Linked DNA regions of Sus scrofa: region 1 is linked to region 2. A link is a contact called in public promoter capture Hi-C data. All regions are on one chromosome and are shown on one strand. Each heading gives the region's core, a stretch centred on a gene start, on an enhancer-like site or on the middle of the called end of the contact. The rest is flanking DNA. Distances are from core to core; before and after follow the strand shown.

Region 1 (3,430 bases), core at 364-2,863, 1.8 Mb before region 2:
CTTCATGCCCTCAAGTACTCATTTGGTGACAGTTAACTCCCCTTTAGTCTGTTTCATGAGCCACGGTATAAATGGCTTGAAATTAGGGGACCCGTTACTGTCTCGAGCCCATGGCAGAGCCTGGCACACGATGGAGTTACATAGAAAAGCAGGGCAAAGTAAAGCCATCTTCCGTCTGCCAGACTATGGTGAGGCTGTGTGGGTAATTTCTTTCTTAGAAAGCTTCAATGTGCACGAAATCATTCCTTAGTGTGCATTTGAAAATTAAAAAATTAGAGCGCTTAGAGGCAGCGGGCACAGTTCTGGACAGAAGAGAATGAGACGTGACAGTGACATCTCTGCATTGTTCAGAGGAGAGAGAAGGTCATCAAAGGGTAGCATAGAACCTTCAACCCACCTGGCATTCTTTCCTGAGAACGTTCTCCGTGCCTCTGTTACCATTTAAGTTCTTTAAAAGCAGTTTTCCTGAAACTAAACCAGTTTTCTTTTGAGGTAAGGGAAGGACAGGGAGAAAAGAGATGGAGGAGGGGAAGGTCTGAGCAAGAATTCTTTTACAGCAGCGTCCACCCGGGGCTTGGGGAGCGGAGGTCATCGGCCCTCCTTGCACCAGCGATCTGCAACGTGCTGCCTGTGGTTTACAACCGCTCTTTAAAAATACTTTCCCCTTCGGGACGGCCTCCGGCTCCTTCCTGCCCCCGCCCCCCCTCCCGCCCCCGCGGCCCCAGGCAAAGAAGCTCCTTGGCTTCGCCAGCAGATCTTCAAAGGCACGCTTGAAGGATTAAAGACAACCAAAGACCAATTCGACCCCTTCCCTTTGCCGCCCTCCAACGACCCTTGACAGCAGCCCCTGCTCTCCCTTCAAATGGCCACACACACAAACAAAAAAGCCTCAAGTCTTCCCTTCGGTTGCTACCCGCAATGACGTGTGCCCTTGGGTGCCGCCCCTCCGGGGGCATAGAATTTTGTGATTGGTCGGCAGGTTGGCCAACAGGGCCCTATTGGACGCTGCGGCGTGACTGACAGCCGGCCGCCGCGCCCTCCCTCCCGCGGCCCCCCAGCCCTCCCCCAAGTGAGAGTGTGTGCGGTGTTATGCCGGACGAGAGGGAGGCGACCGCGGCAGCGGCGGATCTGCTCATTGTCCCTCTCGGCGACTGTGTGTGAGGAAGTCGGGCTGCCGATCCGCCGACGCAGGCGCCTTCTGTGGCAGCGGCCACCCGCTCCTGCTCCCCGGGCGGCGGCCTTCGAGGATCCTGAGGAAGGACCGGGCGCCTCCTCGTTCTCGCCACGTCCGGACGCCGGGTTGCCGGCCGCTCGCCGCCTGCGCTCGGGCCCCGGGCAGGAGGCCGCGCCGCCGCCCAGCTGCCGCCGCTGCCGCCCGCTTCCTGCTCGCGCGCCTCCGCCTGGGCGGCCGCGCTAGGCCCGGGCGGCGCGGCCGCGCGCCTCGAGTTTGAGGGCTGCGAGCGGCGCGGCCTCCTCGGCGGGCTCAGCTAGGCGAGCGCCCGGGCCTCGGCGATGGGGCGCGGGGGGCGGCGCCGCTAGGGCTCGGCGGCCGGGCGGTGGTGCGGAGCGGCAGCGCGGGAGGCGGCGCGGCTTCGGCCCGGGAGCGGGCGCCATGGCCAAGGCGGGCGGCGGAGGCGCGGGAGTCGGCGGCGACGCGGCGCTGACTTGGGTGGTGAGTGGCGGGCGGCGCGGGGGTCGGGGCGCGGCATTGTTCCCGGGCGGGGGCGGGGAAGTCCGGTCCTGAGCTGGGCCGGTCGGGGCTCCCGCTGCAGAACCTCAGCTCCCGCCCTTCTTTCTTCTCTGCCTCCGGAGGCTCGGGATTCGGGAGTGTCCTGTGCACTTGAAACTTTGGGGGACCAGCCAGGGACAGGACAGGCGCCCCGCCTCATCTTTCCAGGGCAGGCACCTGAGGTGATCCGATGGCAGTAATGCGTGTGTGTCCGTGTGGGTCAGCACTTTCTCCAATGTGCCCTAAAATAATCCCGGGGAGAGGGGCGCGCGCATATGTGTTGCAAATGCAACCATTCCTGACGCTCTGATCTCTCAAAAGAAGAATGGATTTGGTGGGGAATTCGGCTACAGCAGTTTTTTCACTGCGGTTCGGAGAGTCTTAGTCGACGGTGCATTCGGGGTGGCCCTTTCACAGCAGTTGATATACTGTAGATCGTCCATCTGTCACAGTGGGATTATTCCAAGAAGGGCTCACCTGCGTCAGCATCGCAGGTGAAACCGGGTGGGGGCTGAATGGAGATTGTTGGATTGGCGACCAAAGTCATTTGTTCAGGAGTTAAAGGGTTTTGGCGCTCACTTCCTGCCAGGAAGTAGTAGAGGAGGGAAGACCTAGAGAGGTCTGATTCCCACGGCGGATCGATAATTCACCCGCATTTCACTTGCTCAGCATAGAGTTCAGACCAGGGTCATTTCCTACACGCACGGAAAGTCCAGCTCAGCCAACTGACTAGGTATCCAGGAGAAAAATAAAACGCGTTGCGTTTCTCAGGGACTTTCAATGGACCTTCGCTTTTTCAAAACACCTAGGTAAACTTTCAAATTGGCATTTTTTATTAAGTTCTTCATTTTTCTCTTTGTTTGGATGAGCTTTAGGTGAGTCGAGTAGCAGTTCTGCTGTATTGGCAAGTATTCTTTGTAACAAGCATGTTACTGATAACAAAAATATTTTAACTGTTCATGTTTGTATGCCAAGATGCTTTGCAAAATAACTCGCCAGACTCTTATTGTTGGATCTCGCCAAATTCTGTAGGTTATTTCAGTAATGTAGTATGAACAGACTAGAGCCAGGAGGGATAAAATGTCAGATAATAAGTTAACAGTCCATGTGAACATGAGGTGGAGGAGGCATGCATAAATGGAAAAGAAGCATTTTCTAAAATTGATGGCCTTTAGCCTTGTTACTGAAATCAAACAACTTCTGAAAATGAACTTAGCCAGATGGGTCTCATTCACTGTTTGGGAGTGTTGAGGCCTGATCAGTGTTTCCTTTGAGGACCTCTGATTCTCTGTAATGGTATAAACATTTTGCTCCGAGATTGAATTGGTTAGCTTTACCATTTAATAGCAGTATTTTAGTTTACTGTCACCTAACTTTGAAGATGATTGAATGACCACTTTTTCATTCAAGCTCCATAGGAAATTTTCCCTTAATTTACTAAGAAATTTCATGAAACTTAGAGGGTCTCATTCAGTATCAGAAAAATTCATTTGAAACTAAAATCGACTTATTGATTCAATATTTTTATTATAAAACTGTTATGGGAAATATAGTAAAATAAGTAAAGACCACTTAATCTTTTATGTATAACTTATTCTCTTGTTGAATTAGAAATTTATGAAAAAGACAGTCACTCCATAAATCTGTCTTAAGATTTGATGCTTGCTTTACATTTGTCAGATTATATGAATATTTTTGTGT
Region 2 (3,117 bases), core at 415-2,914:
ACAGGTTAAACAGGCCCATAGGTAATTAAAACACACGAGAATGACTTTATTTTTTACTGCTGGTGGAAATTTCACAACACTTTGTTATCAAGCCATGGTTTTTTGAACGGGTAACTTAAAACATAATCACTGGCTGCTTCTGCAACCTCACTGTCTTCAGGTAACGGTCCATCCTTTGATTGGGGGGGGAGGGAGGCAAACAAAAGGGCAGAAGGTAGCCGGGTATTGTGCTGGGATGTCAAGGCAGGAAAGGTAACAAGAAAAGGGGTGATAGAGTCAAATTCTGTTATCAGAATCAGAATCAGACAAGGTGAAAGATAACAAGAAAGGGCGTGATAGAGTCAAATTCTGTTATCAGAATCAGAAAAGGTCAGCAACCCAAGGGTTTAAAGAAATTAAGCGAAAAACGACCAGCCTTACAGGAGGCCTGGGAGTCACTGGGGTCACCTCGGTCACGCCCAATAGAGCTGAAGGCTGAGCCAAGGGTGGACCCGCCCATAGAGGAAGGTGGTGAGGTAGAAGGCTTCCCAGAAGAGATCACTAAAACAGTCTTTTTTTTTTTTTTTTTTTAATACGAAGTAGCACCACAACCTGGGCGTTCCCCGGCCCCTCCGCCGGGCGTCGCTGGGAAGCCAAGCACCTCCAGGCCCCGCGGAGGGTCATGCGTCGGGGAAGCCCCAGGTTGTCCGGCCGCACTGCCTTCAGCGCCAGAGCGCCCACGCCGGGCGCCTTCCTCTCCCTGCCCGCAGCCAGGCCGCGGCTCCCGCGTAGGCTCAGCTCCCGGCCGCCGAGCGCGGGTCTCCGCGGCGCGCACGCGCGGCCTCCTCCGCAAAGAGCAACCCCGCGGGGGAGGAGGGAACCGCGCCACGTCACAGCCCGAGGGTTCCGGAGAGGCGGGGCCTCCGCGGGGCTGCGGCGCTCCCGGCTGGCGCGCGCGCACCCGCCCCCACGTGTCCCTGCGGCCCCCGGGAATGTGGGTCACCGAGCCGAGCGGCCTCACGTGTCCCCGCCCGCCGCCGCCGCCCCAGCGCCCATTATGTAATGCCGCGTCATGAGCCCGCCCAGCCAACCGGCGCCCGCGCGCCGCCGAACGTAAACACAGCGCGCACGTGGCTCGCGCGGCCAGGCCATGTGAGGGGGGCGCCCGGCCGGCGCCGCGGGCCGCGCTGCGGCGGTGCGGGGAGCCGAGAGGGCGGCCCCGGGGCGACGAGCTCAGAGCCCGAGGCGAGCCCGCGGCGCACAGCAGCCCTCCCCGCCAGCCCGCGCCCCGCCAGCCCGCAGCCCCGCCGCAGCCCTCCGAGTGCCCGCCGGGATCCAGCGCCCCTCCGCCGCGCTACCCCGCCCAGTGGGCTCTTACCCGCATTCACCTCCATGGTGCCCTCGGGAGGGGGCCGAGGCCGCCCGCTTCCCGCAGAAGGGGCAGCGCCGCCGCCGCCTCAGCACCGCGCCGCCCGGGGCCGGGGCCCCCTCATGGGCAGGGCGGGCGGGACGCCCGGACCCGGCCCCGCGGCCGGAGAGCGGGCTGCGGGGAGAGAGGGCGGCGGCGGCGGCGAGCGGCCCTCTTCGCGGGGTCCCTGACAACAAAGCGGCGGCGCGGCGGCTTCCTGCAGCCAGCGCACCGCGGCGGCGAGGGCGGCTGATGGGGAGGGCAGCCGCGACCATGTGACCCGCGCACACCCCCTCCCTCCGCCCGCCCCTCGGCCGGCCGCTGCGGCGACTCCGCCCCTCCCGCCGCCGGCTCCCCTCCCCCTCCTCCCCAAGCCACCGCCCGCTCTCCCTCACCCTCGGGCCCCTCCTCCTCCCTCCTTCCTTTCTCGCTGCTGACCTTCCCGCCTCCGTGGGAGCCCCCCAGGCTTCCTTCCCCGAACCTGCCCCACCCCCGCCTAGTGACACCTTAGGTCTCCTCGGACGTTTACCTAGGCCCGCCCGGTGGCGCCAAGCAGGCGTGCTTTGCAGGATCCAGGGCTGGCCCCAACCCTTGACCGCGCCTCAAGTCGGCTCTCCGACTTACCCACCTCTAAAGACCAGGCTCTGCAGATACAGCCCACATCCCTTCCCTCTGCACCCCCGGGTGACTTCATTCAGTCCAACAGCTCAAGTAGGCTTGTGTTCTGATGATTGCCGAATGTACATTTCCAACGTCTCCTCTGAGCCCCAGATTCCTGCATTCAGCAGCCCGTTTGATTATGCCACCTTGATATCCTTTTGGCATCTCAAATTTAAGGTGTAGGCAGGCGTATGCTTGTGTCAAAACTCAGCAAATGCACACCGAAGATTTGTGCGTTTCACCTTGTGTGTACATTTTACATCAAAAGGAAAAAAGGGGGGAGACCAATGACGTGTGCCGAGGTATGAAGAGGGCAGTGCACTGATGCCTGCAAATTTAAGTGCATTATGAAAGCAAGATGGTCTGAGGGATGGAGGCCAGGATGGACGGTTAGAAGCATAATAATCTTACTATGTAAATCATGTAGTAGTTGTAGATGTTTTATGTGGGTATTCACTGTAAAATTCTAAGTTGCTCTTTGAAATTTTTCAATATGAAATATTGAGGGAAATATAATTCATAAGACATTTTTACATGTGCTGCATCCCTTCGCCCCCCATCACCCACTGCCCCATCACACACACATACACACTCTACCCCATCAACATCTACTTTTTGATAAATCTGCCAGTTCCTAAAACCAACAAATTGAGTTTCACTTCTCTCTCTCTCTCTTCCTGTCTTTCTCCCTCTCACTGCTTTTATACCTGGTTCAACCCATTAACAGATCTGAGCTATTCTACCTTCATAATACATCTTTGATCTTTCAGTTTTTCACCATCAGCATTGTCATTACTGTAGATCAAACCACCATCTTCTCTTGCCTGGGCTACTCTAATAGATCCCTAACAGGGGAAACTGTGCCTGGAACCACCTACAATCACTTCTACCCAGTGTTATGTTTTTAAATGTTAATGAGATCTAATTACTCAAAACCCTCCAATCGCTTCCTATTGCTTTTTTTAAAATCCAGTACTTGAAGCTGCCCTGCAAAGCTCTGCACAAACTTTGGGCCCTGCTTCTCTCCTAGGCCTTCGAGCACCATCTACACAGCTCTCTACACAATGTGG

The links. Promoter capture Hi-C pulls out the DNA fragments that hold promoters and counts their contacts.
Region 1: a promoter capture Hi-C map of liver shows a contact between it and region 2, with 4 times the contacts expected there. The contact joins the promoter of TOP2B here to the promoter of NR1D2 in region 2. A contact is called at or near these places in 1 of 5 promoter capture datasets (liver) and 1 of 47 Hi-C or Micro-C datasets (heart right ventricle).

The regions. Positions count from the first base shown.
Region 1 is chr13:12,573,225-12,576,654 of Sscrofa11.1, reverse strand. It overlaps TOP2B (topoisomerase (DNA) II beta), which reads left to right and starts at 1,613. Exons shown (of 37, transcript NM_001258386.1): 1 at 1,613-1,672. The coding sequence starts at 1,613.
Region 2 is chr13:10,755,501-10,758,617 of Sscrofa11.1, reverse strand. NR1D2 (nuclear receptor subfamily 1 group D member 2) reads right to left here and starts at 1,664. Exons shown (of 8, transcript XM_021071423.1): 1 at 1,358-1,664. The coding sequence starts at 1,373.